Regions from separate parts of the Mus musculus genome. Here region 1 is linked to region 2. A link is a contact called in public promoter capture Hi-C data. All regions are on one chromosome and are shown on one strand. Each heading gives the region's core, a stretch centred on a gene start, on an enhancer-like site or on the middle of the called end of the contact. The rest is flanking DNA. Distances are from core to core; before and after follow the strand shown. Region 1 overlaps BC034090 (cDNA sequence BC034090). Region 2 has its middle 24 kb from the start of Gm30465.

Region 1 (5,781 bases), core at 2,814-5,313, 950 kb after region 2:
GGTCGAACATCAATAGAGAGCTGTGCAGTGATGCAGACAACAGCCAACCCCATCGCTCCCCAGCCCGTTCCACATCCTCTTCCTCTGTGAGTGCCAGTATGGGCAAGGATGTCTATGGCTGAGGTCAGACAGGCTTTGATGTAACTCCAGCATCCACACTGTCACATATGGCTGACTCTGCTCATAGGGAGACTCCCCAGAAAGAGAACTTACATCTCGCACCTGGCGTACCCCCAAATCCCTCCTCATGCCACACCCTGATCTCAGGAAGGTGCTAGGGACTCTCAGGACAGGAGTGGACACAGGACAAGGGCTTCTTGGGACATCCTTGAACTGGCTCTGTGCAGATGACGGTTTTTTGTTTTCTTCTTGTCGTGTGTTTTGAACGCTGCTTTGGGCCAGAGGAGAAAGGCTGCTAGCATAAAAGCGCCATCTGTGCCCTGAGCTCTGGCAGGGCTTCGGAAGGAAAGCTTCACCACAGTGATGCAAGCGTACTTCTCCAGGCCCGCTGCCCCACGAGGCCTCCATTGGCAGGAAAGGCTCCCCTGACATGGCTTCCAAAGCAGGCAGCTCCCCAAACCACAGCTGAGAGCAGCTGTGCTCCCGAGGGCTCCAGTTCCAACAGCAGAGATAATGAGGTTACCATGCACAGAGGTGCCCCTGCAGCGGTGGGCCTCTGGCTTCCAGCCGACAAGCTCACAGTCTCTTCCAGTGACAGCTGGGCTTCTGCGACTGTCGGAGGGCATTTGTCACAAGGCCTGGTGGGCAGGCAGGAGGGCCCCTCGGCAGCTGGCCAGATGTTGCTGCTGCCGCCAAGATCAGCTTTGCCCCCAGGTTTCTGAGCCATTTCTAGCTTCACTCTTTCCTTTTTGGAACAGCTGTCCACATCCCTCCCCCTCCATCAACCGCCCTGCTTTAGTCTGGCAGACAAAGCTAGTTTCTCCACTGATTAGAAAGGCAGGCTTTCTGGCTGCCTGGAGGCATCTATGCAGCAGCTTGCCAAGCGGAGGGGGGGTGGGGGTGGGGTGGAGTGGCAGCCACCTTCACAGACTGCAGCCAAGGTCAGCAAAGCAAGGACACATCATGGTGCACCCTGGAGGTGGTTCTCTCTCTCTCTCTCTCTCTCAGAGATCACAGGCTTCCTTTGTCCTCAGGATGCAGGTGGTGTGAGGGTCAGAGGCAAGGGCCTGGACACCCCCATGGACCTCTAGCTTCTTCCCAGTAAGTAGTTCTTTGGGTGGCCATTCCACAAGAGCCAGTCCTGTGGTCCAAATAGCCCCTAGGTGGGAGCCCCAGGACCCCCACCCCACCATAGCCTGCCTGGCCAAAGACCCAGACTCACAGGGTAGCCTCACTCACAGACTCTCTCTCTCTCTCTCTCTCTCTCTCTCTCTCTCTCTCTCTCTCTCTCTCTCTCTCTCTCTCTCTCTCTCTGTGTGTGTGTGTGTGTGTGTGTGTGTGTGTGTGTGTGTGTAGCAAGCCGGCACAGCACTGTGGGATGCCAGATCTGTTCCTGCTATCGCTCACCTCCTAACACCACACCAGAGGTTGCCCACCACTCCATAAAGATAGCTTCGAACTCTCCCAACTGAGGAAGGAAGGCCCTAATCTGACCCTGGACTAAAGAGAGAGGGGCACCAGAGCCCCAGAGCCAACCTTTCTTAGCATGAACTAAAACCCACAATCCAGTTCTTCCAATTCCTTTGGAAATGTCCTGGCAAAGCCAGGCAGTGCAAAGGCAGGCATGGGTAATACCACCTACAAGCAAGCAGCATTTATCAGCATCCTAAAGCCTGGTTTCGGTAGCCACTGGGGAGGGGTGTGGGAATAAGGCAGCCACATACTTTTCCTCCAGGCTAGCAGTTTCCCACCTGTAAGCATGAGCTTTTAGGAGAGAGAGGGCTCACACTGCTACCCTGTGAGTCTGGGTCTTTGGCCAGGCAGGCTATGGTGGGGTGGGGGTCCTGGGGCTCCCACCTAGGGGCTATTTGGACCACAGGACTGGCTCTTGTGGAATGGCCACCCAAAGAACTACTTACTGGGAAGAAGCTAGAGGTCCATGGGGGTGTCCAGGCCCTTGCCTCTGACCCTCACACCACCTGCATCCTGAGGACAAAGGAAGCCTGTGATCTCTGTCTGCCCTGTGCTCTAGGCCAAGTTTTTGGAGTAGGGACAAGTTTAGCAGTGACTTTAGCACCCCTCCAGTGAGGCAGGTTAGGAGAGCCCTTTCTCACAGCCAGGGAAACCAAGGGGGTGGGGAGAGAGAGAGGGAGAGAGAGAGAAAGAGAGAGAGAGAAGCTTCTCTGTAGCCATCATAATCCTGGATTACAATGATAAACTCCAGCAAGTCTGGAGTTAACCCCTTCATCTCAGGAGCACAAATCAAGGAATAAGGACTGGAGACAGCAGACCTGGCAATCTCCAGGATGCAGCCAGGGAAGGGAGAGTATGCAGCAGGCAGAGGGCTCTAAAGCCTTTGCTTGGCGTTCATTTGTTTATATTAAAGCTTTGACAGTCGAGGACAGAGATCGTTACTATTGCTGTCTGAGGGAGGGAGGAAGGAGAGTGGTTTGTGAAGGTGCACCGTTCTTGAGTCCATAGGACACCCACAGAATGAAACCTAACGAAATGGGTTACAGTGGGCTTCAAGGAATCCCCACTCCTGGACCATCCCTTCCCAGAAGTATCACCCAGTGAGTGCCTTCAGGGCTAAGCCTCAGTTTCCTCATAGGCTCATAGGGCTCAGCTGTTAAGAGAAACTGTCCCTCCAAACACAGTAAGATTCCACAAACTGTTATTAGTCCTAGTGTTACCCCCGCCCCTTCTCTCTCCCTCTTACTTCGGGACTGCAAGTGCACAGCTTTCTTTGTCTCTGTATCTACATGGTGCAGGATAAGGGCAATGGTGGGAGGGGGGGTAAGGTCACCTGCCAACGAGGCTACACTGCTGCTGGCAAAGAGAAGGCCTGTTTAGAAGTGACGTCAGTGTGCAGCTTGAGAGGGCCTACAGGGTTTGTTCCAGACTTTCAAAAGCCTCTGATGAGCTCTGTGGAAAAGGTGACTTCCACTGCACAGGGGACAGGAGGCTGCTGATGGGGAGCAGAGGAAGGCCAATGCCCTTCTCTCCACAGAGAGGGCAGACCAGCTCTGTCCATGTTCCCGAAGAATGATAACACATTCCCCACTGAGGCCCAGAACATGGCCAGGTCAGCATGGCATGGGCTCAGTACGGGCACACAGACAGCTGGTGTGGCAGATGTCTGAGACACTCCCAGAAGGGACTTTTCTGGAGGTCAGCTTAGCTCCCTCCCACCTTGAAGATGTTAACTTCAGTGAGCTCCTCCCAGCTCAGGGCTGAGGCACGAAAGGATTCGGTGTGTGGAGTGGCTGTGGGTGTGGTGACAAGCGCAGCAAGGGACCAAGCACCGGAGCCTTCCAAAGCACTGGCTTTGTGTGGGATCAACCCAGGGAGCAGAGTCCTGGACGCCACGGAAACGGTGAAGCATTTACAGCATTTAGAGGCTTGATGCACGGCTTGGCTGTTTTGTCCTTTTTCCTTTGAGCATCTTGGGACTGCAAGTGCAGAGCTTTCTTTGTCTCTGTATCTGCACAGTACAAGATAAGGGCGATGGTGGGAGGGGGGATAAGCCAGCAACATGGGGTACAACCTCTCCAGTGACATCTTGCCCTGGGCACTCCTCGTTGACCGCTGTGACCCCAAAATGCCCAATGACTCATCCTCTAGGCTAGGGAACCAAATCCCTGTCACTCTAGGCTCAAAAGATACAAAAAATGGCCAGTGGCTGGCTCAAGATGGCCTCTTTCTGGGCTCCTCGAAGCTGCTTGGCCCACAGGACTCACACCAGTCAATTTCCAGCAGATAAGATCATCCTTTTGTGTAGGAGGAGGCAGCGGGAACAGGAAGGAGACTGTTGAATGCCTCTGCATCCAAATGAGATCTCAGTTCCAGGCTCTCCCCGGGCAGCTCCCCTCCACGGATCACCACACACCCCACCTCAGATGAAGCATTGCTGCAGCCTCCCTCACCCATCTGGAATGTTCCTTCTGTTTCCACCCAGACCCTTGCAAGCCCTCACAGGCTCCAGCTGTCGGAGAGCCCTCAGTCAGCTCTTTCCTGCCTGCCTTAGCCAGACACGCTATGAGCACCTGTTCTAAAAAGGCACAGCTCCTGCCTCCAGGAACTCAAGGAGAAAGACGCCCGTAATGGCATTGGTGGCAGTGGTGGCCGGCGGGGCCGGCGGGCAGAGCCATGAGAACAAAGCAGGTGATTCCATTTGAAAGCACAGACACACAAGCTGACTCATGCGTCTCTCACTTCCCACAGCAGAGAACAGATCGATCTGCAGGACATAGAAGGCCCCAGATCCCCAGCCCGAGGGGTTGCTTATCCAAGGGATGACCTGTGGAGGTATGAAAAGGGTAGCTCAAGGCAGTGTCCCATAGCAGTCAGAGCATAAGCCTGGGACCCGAGTGCAAGTCCTGACTCCAAGACTTGGCCTCCCCTAGAGTGCTCTCTGTCCTCGAAGCAAGAACAATGGCTGAGACCTGTCCACAAAGTGAGATGTACAAACAGCACTTACACAGCACCCGGCACACAGGCAGGGGATGGAAATGGCAGATGCCAGCCTGCTCTTCCAACAGGCCACTAGTGTCTTAGCCAATGCGTGCTAGAGAACAACCCTTGGGGTAAGGGGACAAAGGTCTCCTGCAGGATCTGAGGTCCTGAGTCTTTAGGTGGCTCACCTCAAGGCTACCTTGTAACAGGCTGGCCCAGACACTGCAGACTCAAGCACTGGGCTCTGTGATCAACGTGAACTTGCCTGGTCACCTTAAAGAACAGTAACAAAGAGCACGTGGGTTAGCCTGGCTGTCACGGCTCTGTGATTTTAATGTGAGTTATTCAGATTCTAAATCTGACTGAACAGGAAACAGAACCTTTTGCTCTTCAAGCCCTGAGAGAGCTTACAGTACTCAAAGAATGAGGCATGGCAGGTACTGATGGGTGGCCACTGAGACCATCAGCTACAAGAGCAGAGCACTCCTCTGCCTCGGGTCCTCCATCCCTTAGTACAGGCTCTCAGCCCAGGACCCGAGTGCTCAGTGGCACTCCTAGGGCATGAGCCAAGGGAAGCCAAGACTCTGTAGCTGTAGCATCAGTAAGCCCATCTCACTCAGAGGGCAGCCCTGCATTGTATCTACACATCACAGCAGGGCTGGAGTTTTCCTTGAACCAGTTGTGTTCCCTGGCCCTTCAGCCTAAGTGTCTACCTAGCAAGGACTTGACCTTCATGCCTGTGGCTCTATATGCCAGGCACTCTAGGGGGATACTTTATTATTCTTTGAACATAATCTTAATATTGGTCCTTCCTTCTCTATATCTCCCCTCAGACACATACACTGATTCATCATATGTACACACACACACACACACACACACACACACAAATATATCTGTGAAACATACAATATACATGTATACATGCCACATCCAAGATCTGTCTGTCTGTTTCTTTTCCAGACAAGGTTTCACTGTGTACCCCAGGCAGCCATGACACATGTGCCCCATTGCCGCAGCCTCCCACTTGGGTCACATCGGACCCTCATGCTTGAATTCTGACGTAGAACCCAAGGCTACAGATGGCCTGTCAGGTTAAACTGTCAGGAGTCTAGTCCTGAGAGTTCTGAATAGCCTCACAGGCATGGGTGGGAGTCTCTCCCTATCCCCGATTGAGCGGCTCCTTTAAGAGAACCAGGTTTTGTT
Region 2 (5,998 bases), core at 398-2,897:
TTTGATTGACAGTTTGCCCACATATAGACTCCTGAATTGGCGTTATTTTTCTTCATAATTTTAAAATCAGTGTCTCACTTCTAATTTCTGGTGTCATTGCCAATGGACCAGTGGTCAGTGAAGAGAAGACACTGAGGCCCGCCATGGGCATTGTTGCCTCTTGATCCTCTGTGTGTGACTTTGCTGAAAGCAGGAAGGGGCTTCTTTCTCATGGAGTGTGAAGTTTTTACAGTGATATCCCTTGAAGTGAGGTTTTGCTCGTCACTGGTGCTGTCCACCTCATGCTCCTCGGCAATCCACGTGGTCCTTCCCTGGAGACCTGGGAAAGTGGGACTCATTCTGACTTTGTTCTTCTTCCTTTGGGAATTTCTTAGTATTTGAAGCTGTTTTTCTAATTTAATATTATTCATTTCTTGTATTCTTTGTCTTTGTATGTTTTTGTTCTGTGAGGAATTTTTTCAAGGTTATCTGCCAAGTATATGTTCATGCTTTCAAAGTTTTCACTTCAGAGAGAGCTTTAATATTTGATTTTTGAATGTTCCCTCATTTTAAAAGAGAACACTATGTTTGTTTCAACAATAAAACTCTTGAAAAAATATTGATTCTCTCTCTCCCCCATCTGTACACACACACACACACACACACACACACACAAACACACACACACACACACAGAGAGAGAGAGAGAGAGAGAGAGAGAGAGAGAGAGAGAGAGAGAGAGAGAGAGAATGTCTTTGTCTTGAAAGTCTTCTAAATACCTTTTTAAAAAATTTTCTTTTCTTAAAACGATGTTGTGGGCTAAGGAGGTTTTGGTATGAGAGAGCCTTTTCTCAAACATCTGGAAGTTCTGGTCTGTCCTTTCGAGATGAAAAGCAGGCACCGAGAAGCTCCTTGCTGGCGAATGGGAGCTGTCAACTATAAATAGCTTCATTGTTAGGAGACCTGGCTAGGCTGCTTCACTGTGGACCATGTCCTGTTGTGATAGCAGGGATGGCCTAGGTAGTAAGGCTCTGGCTGCAGATGCAGAAGGCTCTTAAATCCTGCCTGAGAGTCCCAGGAGTCCTGTTGTTAGGAAAGCATCTCTGGCTTTCCTGTTCCCTGTCTCCATCCCAGCAACCCTCTAGTCCACTCCATGGAGTCCTTTGCTATGGCGCAAGAGCAAAGCCTTGGACATGTAGAGAGTAAGAAGATGCCACTGGATGCTTCCTGCCTCTTAAACCAGTTGTCAGCCATTTCTCCTATGTCCATCTTTATTTTCCACCCTTGTTGTTGGACGTCTCTTGTGCTTTCCTGGGCTCTACTGTTCAGTTGCTTCTGCTGCCAGCTAAAAGCTCAGCCTTCGGAGCTTTGCAGAGTCTGTTAGCAAGAGTCCATCTGCTTTGCTTGTTTGTTTGATATTATTTCCTTTCCTTTGTTTGTGTCCCCCAAGATGTATTCCTTTTGAAAAAGATCCCTGTGTTGTTTCTGGTAAGGTTTCTAGAGACAGAGAAGATCTGTCTGCTCAGGCCACCAGTCTTCAGGAAGCATATAACTAGCCATGTGGCAGAATCTCCTATTGGGACCTTTGCCAGAGGCTTCTACATCTACAGGCTCGGCACCTTCCTTCTTGATAGTGTGTCTGTGTCTGAACCTTGTACAGAGCACTCTGCTTGCATATATAACATGATTACATAAGGCGTTTGGATCTTCTCACTGGATTATAAACTGCTTGAGTAAAGAAGTCCTGTTAGCTATTTTTACATCCTTAAGATCTAGCACACAACCAGGCGCCTGCATGCCCAAGGAAGGCATGTTGAAGTGAGCAGAAACTGTATGCCGTTTTCTGTGAGTGAACTCAACTATATAAAGAGAAGTCTAGTTATTTGATGGCAGGAAGCCCCCAAATTAAGTGTTTTCCCAGATCCTTTTTCCTCGCTCATGGAATGATGAGTAGTGGGATTTTAGACTAAAGTTTGCCTAAGAAACTGCCCTTTTAATCTAGGACATGCAGAGGAAAGGGTTACTCACCCCAGGAACTATGGTGATCATGAATCAAAGAAATGAAGGGCTGATTTTTGTCAGTGAGTTATTCAGGTGTCCTGGTTGCAGAGAGAGAGGTGTTTATGATCACTATCTCTTGTATAACAGGTGTTGTATCACAGTGTGATTTGGAATGAGTGTTCTATACTCTTCTGTTCCCTCATGGCCTCAGAGCATACTTAGCCTAGCATGTCCTAGTAAAGAGCATATCTTCACAGGCAAGGCTGCTCAGAGCTAGGTGTAGATGAAGAGCCTCGGAAGTTTGTGGGACCAATCATCACATCAAGAGGATCTTGGGCTCAAGTCTCCCTACTGGGACTCCAGCTAAAAGTAACAGTTTGGGATGCCAACTGGGTTGACCATGAACACTGTTTCTTCCCCTAAAGTCAAGTCATCAAACAGGATAACTCTTTCTGGTAACTAAGAAGCCACCGGCAGCTATTTCAACAGCTGGACCTTGATCTTTCAGTTGAAGAATCTAGACTTTGCAAAACTGGCTTGGGTTAGCAGACTGAACATCTGGGAGGTCCACAGAGTTATGGAAGTCTTTGGAAGTCACGGGAGCCCCGTCTAGGCAGGATGGACAGGCAGTGGAAGAATAGGAAGCAGCAGCAGGGAGATGAGAAGCCAGATCGCACCTGCAGGCTCACAATGGGCATCTGCTCTTCGGACTGAGCTGAAGAGGCAATGATGTGCAACTTAAATGAACAAGTCCTACCAAAACACCTAAGTCTTCGCACGATTTTTCTCTGCTGAATGATCTGGGCTTCAGAAGTATTCTTTCTTAAGATCCCATGTTCCCATTTGCATCTAGTGCTTCATGCTGCGGTGTGTCACTTCACTTCAGATGGCAGCTTACCACTCACGGTGGTGACAGTGTTTAGCCAGAACTGGAGAAGAAGCATTGGAGAGAACAAGTGAAGGAAATCAAGACGCTCTAGACACGTCTGGGGAAACACCCCTGTCAGGAATCTGTCGGCCTAGTTGGGTCATTGCCATGACATCACATGCAGTTATAAAATACAGGCAGCTCTGTGAGCCAGGATGATTGACCAGGTGGACATGCACACACACACACACACACACACACACACACACACACACACACACACACACACACACACGCCTGGAAGAAACTAGACTTCCACAGCCAGAACAGCCTCACCAAGGAGAGCAACTGCAATTCTGGAATGGACATGCATGATTCAGCCTCTCCAGTCTCCTTTTATTTATTTTCCTTTTCTTTATAATCAGTTTCAACAACAAATGAAATTTAGACATAGATCTGAATGTCACTGAATTGCAAATACAGCGTTGCCCTCAGAAAACCCAGATACTCTTGAAGGAAAGGCCAAATGAGGATACAGATCTTCCAGTGGCGGATCAGACCACCCAAGCTGTGGCCTCCATTGGGTGACTCTTCCCTGTTGAGATCATGGGTGAGAACAGGGGCATGCATGTAAACAAAAAAAGCCCGTTGATAGATGTGATCCTGGGCAGGTGAATTAACGTCTTTAAACCTTAGTTTCCATACTTGATAAGGCAGGAAAAAATACCATTATTTCATAGGCTCCCTCTGAATGTTATCCAGGACACAGGCACAGGGAACCTCACACAGAGCTTGCAACTGCTTGTCCAGAGAATGCCAGGAAAAAAATGAGGATTTCTTCAGTTCCTTCTTGTGGCTTCCTATTGTGTGATCAGGAAGTGTAGGACATCCCTCAGCCACTCTGAAGACACTTTTCTGGATGTGGTGAAAGAAGTCTCTCAAAGAAAGTGAGGGAATACAAAGTCTTTCATATCTTCCAAGGAGGGAGAGCCAAGAAAGCATTCATGAGCACCACTACCAATGCTCAGCACCGCTCCCCAAGAAGCCGTGCAGTGGATACCCAATGCAGACTGCAGAGGTTTCGAGGCCTTTTTTGCTTCCAATCCACTTGACTTTGGATAAGTCCGACTCTTTGAGGTGCTGGAAAGTCTCCATCTGCTGAAATTGTACCATCAACTCTTTCCTAGAAAGTTATTAGAATTAAAGAAGGTCAGATAATCTGGAAATGCCTGGCACCCTGCACATAGAAGGCATTCATGATGAATGGCAGTTTCTTCCCCTCCCATGGCTCTTCCTTTATGGCCTGCTCATGAATCTCTAATGCATAATTCACAATCCAGATGCCAGTTCAGACAAAAACATCGAGAGATGGCAGAATCACCATTAAATAACATCTTAATAGCCCAGAAAAACCGAGGCTAGAGAAATATGAGATCAAGTTCAATAAGGCTCGATGTGAAACTGGCATTCTGTTTCCAGATTCACTGAGTGCTCAAGTGCAGGATGGATTTGTGAGTGTGGGAGCATCTGAGCATAGCTCCCAGCTCAGGCTTCAATGACAGAAGTATCAAATCTCATTTCCTGGAGTTCATGGGTCTGCTGTGGTCACCACAGGGCAGACGGTCCCTAGAGCATTCTGGGAGCCATGGCTTTTAGAAAGAAGCCCTGATGCGCCACAGCCTCTCCAGGGATGCAGTCAGTGTGGTGACTGTTGTGAGGACTGATTGAAAGCATCGGAGAGTGCTATTAGCTTAGGAAATAGAAGACGACGGCAAGCCATACCATCTATTTCTTTATTTAAAAGATTATTTCATGAAAGAGGGACCAGATGGGTGGCGTGTCCTAAGGGAAACCGATGTGAAGTTGGAAGCTTCAAGAAGAAATATTTAGCTCTAAAAATCCTTTCATTTCTATGCTAATACAGACATCTCACAAGCATTGTTTAAATCAAGTATGTATCTGAAGTTTGACATGGTGGTCAGTAGACAGTGATGTGCCGCTAAACATTTAACAATTATCTCTTTGGAGGAAAGAAAAGAGAAAGCGGTGATTTATAGTATTTGCCACTCTCTATGATATAAATCCTTCTGCTTATGGATGTTTACAAGCGATCAATTTAAACTCTGACTTGAGGAGAGACATCATCAATTGGCACACTTCTGCCTACTGGAGGTTTAGACTCAAAGTCACAGGCATTAGTGCAAGAGAGCTGCGATTAAGTAGGATGAACTATTTTGATCAAGGTGTGACCTAGGTTCTTGGACCCGAGAGAGAAGAAAGTTTTGACTGAGCATTGCTAGTAGATATTGGCTAAGAGAAAGGTGAGGGGTGACATTCCAGACGGAAGAGGAAGCAAGTGCAAACATGTAACTATGAGAGGAGATGGTGAGCCTGGGCTAATGCACGGTGTTGCTTTGGATGGGGCCTGAAGAATGGAGCTGATTAGGGAATGCCAATACTGAAGGTGTATCCGTCAAAACATGTTAGTAAATTTTATCTTATTTCAATGGCACCCAGAGATTAGATTAAAGGTTTGCAAAGAGGATGGTGTCGTAAGTTTGATTTTAGGAAATTCAGTCCAAGGGAGAGATGGGAAAATGGGGTACGTTAGGTCAAGACTGGAAGCGAGATAGTGATTAGGAATCACTTGGTAGTGGAGTGCCCCTGGGAAATCAGAAGAAAGATACACATTGAAGTGATATCAGAAATATTAGAGCCAATAATACAAGATGAGGGGAGAGCAGGGCATGGTGCTTAACTAACAGTACACAATGAGGAAGGATGCTGAGTGAGGAAGGCTGTGCAGGCTAGTGTATGTAACATCCATCTTGTTAGAAAAGGTGGAGATAGAGCTTTTTTTTTTTTTAAGGACAGATAGTTGGAGAACCTCTGAAGGGCAATACTTAAGCTAAGACAGAAAATAATACTGAAAAACCAAAAAAAAATTGAGGTACAGAAGGTTGTAGAAGGGCTGGTGAGATGACTCAATGGATGCAAGCTTTGCCATGCAAACCCAGTGACCAGAATTCAATCCTCAGAACTCAGAAAAAGCCACAGATGATTATGACTAGTATCTATAATCCTCACACTTTTATGGCAAGATGGGAGGCAGGGCAGAAGAGTCCCATAAAGCCTGGTGCACAAAGAAGA

Evidence for each region. Promoter capture Hi-C pulls out the DNA fragments that hold promoters and counts their contacts.
Region 1: a promoter capture Hi-C map of hippocampal neurons shows a contact between it and region 2, with 4 times the contacts expected there. The contact joins two enhancer-like sites. A contact is called at or near these places in 2 of 39 promoter capture datasets (hippocampal neurons and pre-B cells), 2 of 484 Hi-C or Micro-C datasets (cerebral cortex and cortical neurons) and 2 of 115 datasets of contacts at active chromatin or transcription factors (the NIH/3T3 cell line and stem cell-derived neural progenitor cells).

Annotation. Positions count from the first base shown.
Region 1 is chr1:155,233,523-155,239,303 of GRCm38.p6, forward strand. The region is part of intron 3 of BC034090 (cDNA sequence BC034090); the gene reads right to left. Among named protein-coding and RNA genes, the nearest start is that of Gm31102, 6.7 kb to the right of the region's middle. Within about 2 kb of position 4,064, at least 38 of the 459 cell types and tissues checked have an H3K27ac peak or open chromatin away from gene starts, as enhancers often do. A contact at or near this core is called in cortical neurons and hippocampal neurons, where this site is marked.
Region 2 is chr1:154,284,659-154,290,656 of GRCm38.p6, forward strand. No RefSeq gene overlaps it. Among named protein-coding and RNA genes, the nearest start is that of Gm30465, 24 kb to the left of the region's middle. Within about 2 kb of position 1,648, at least 8 of the 459 cell types and tissues checked have an H3K27ac peak or open chromatin away from gene starts, as enhancers often do. A contact at or near this core is called in cortical neurons and hippocampal neurons, where this site is marked.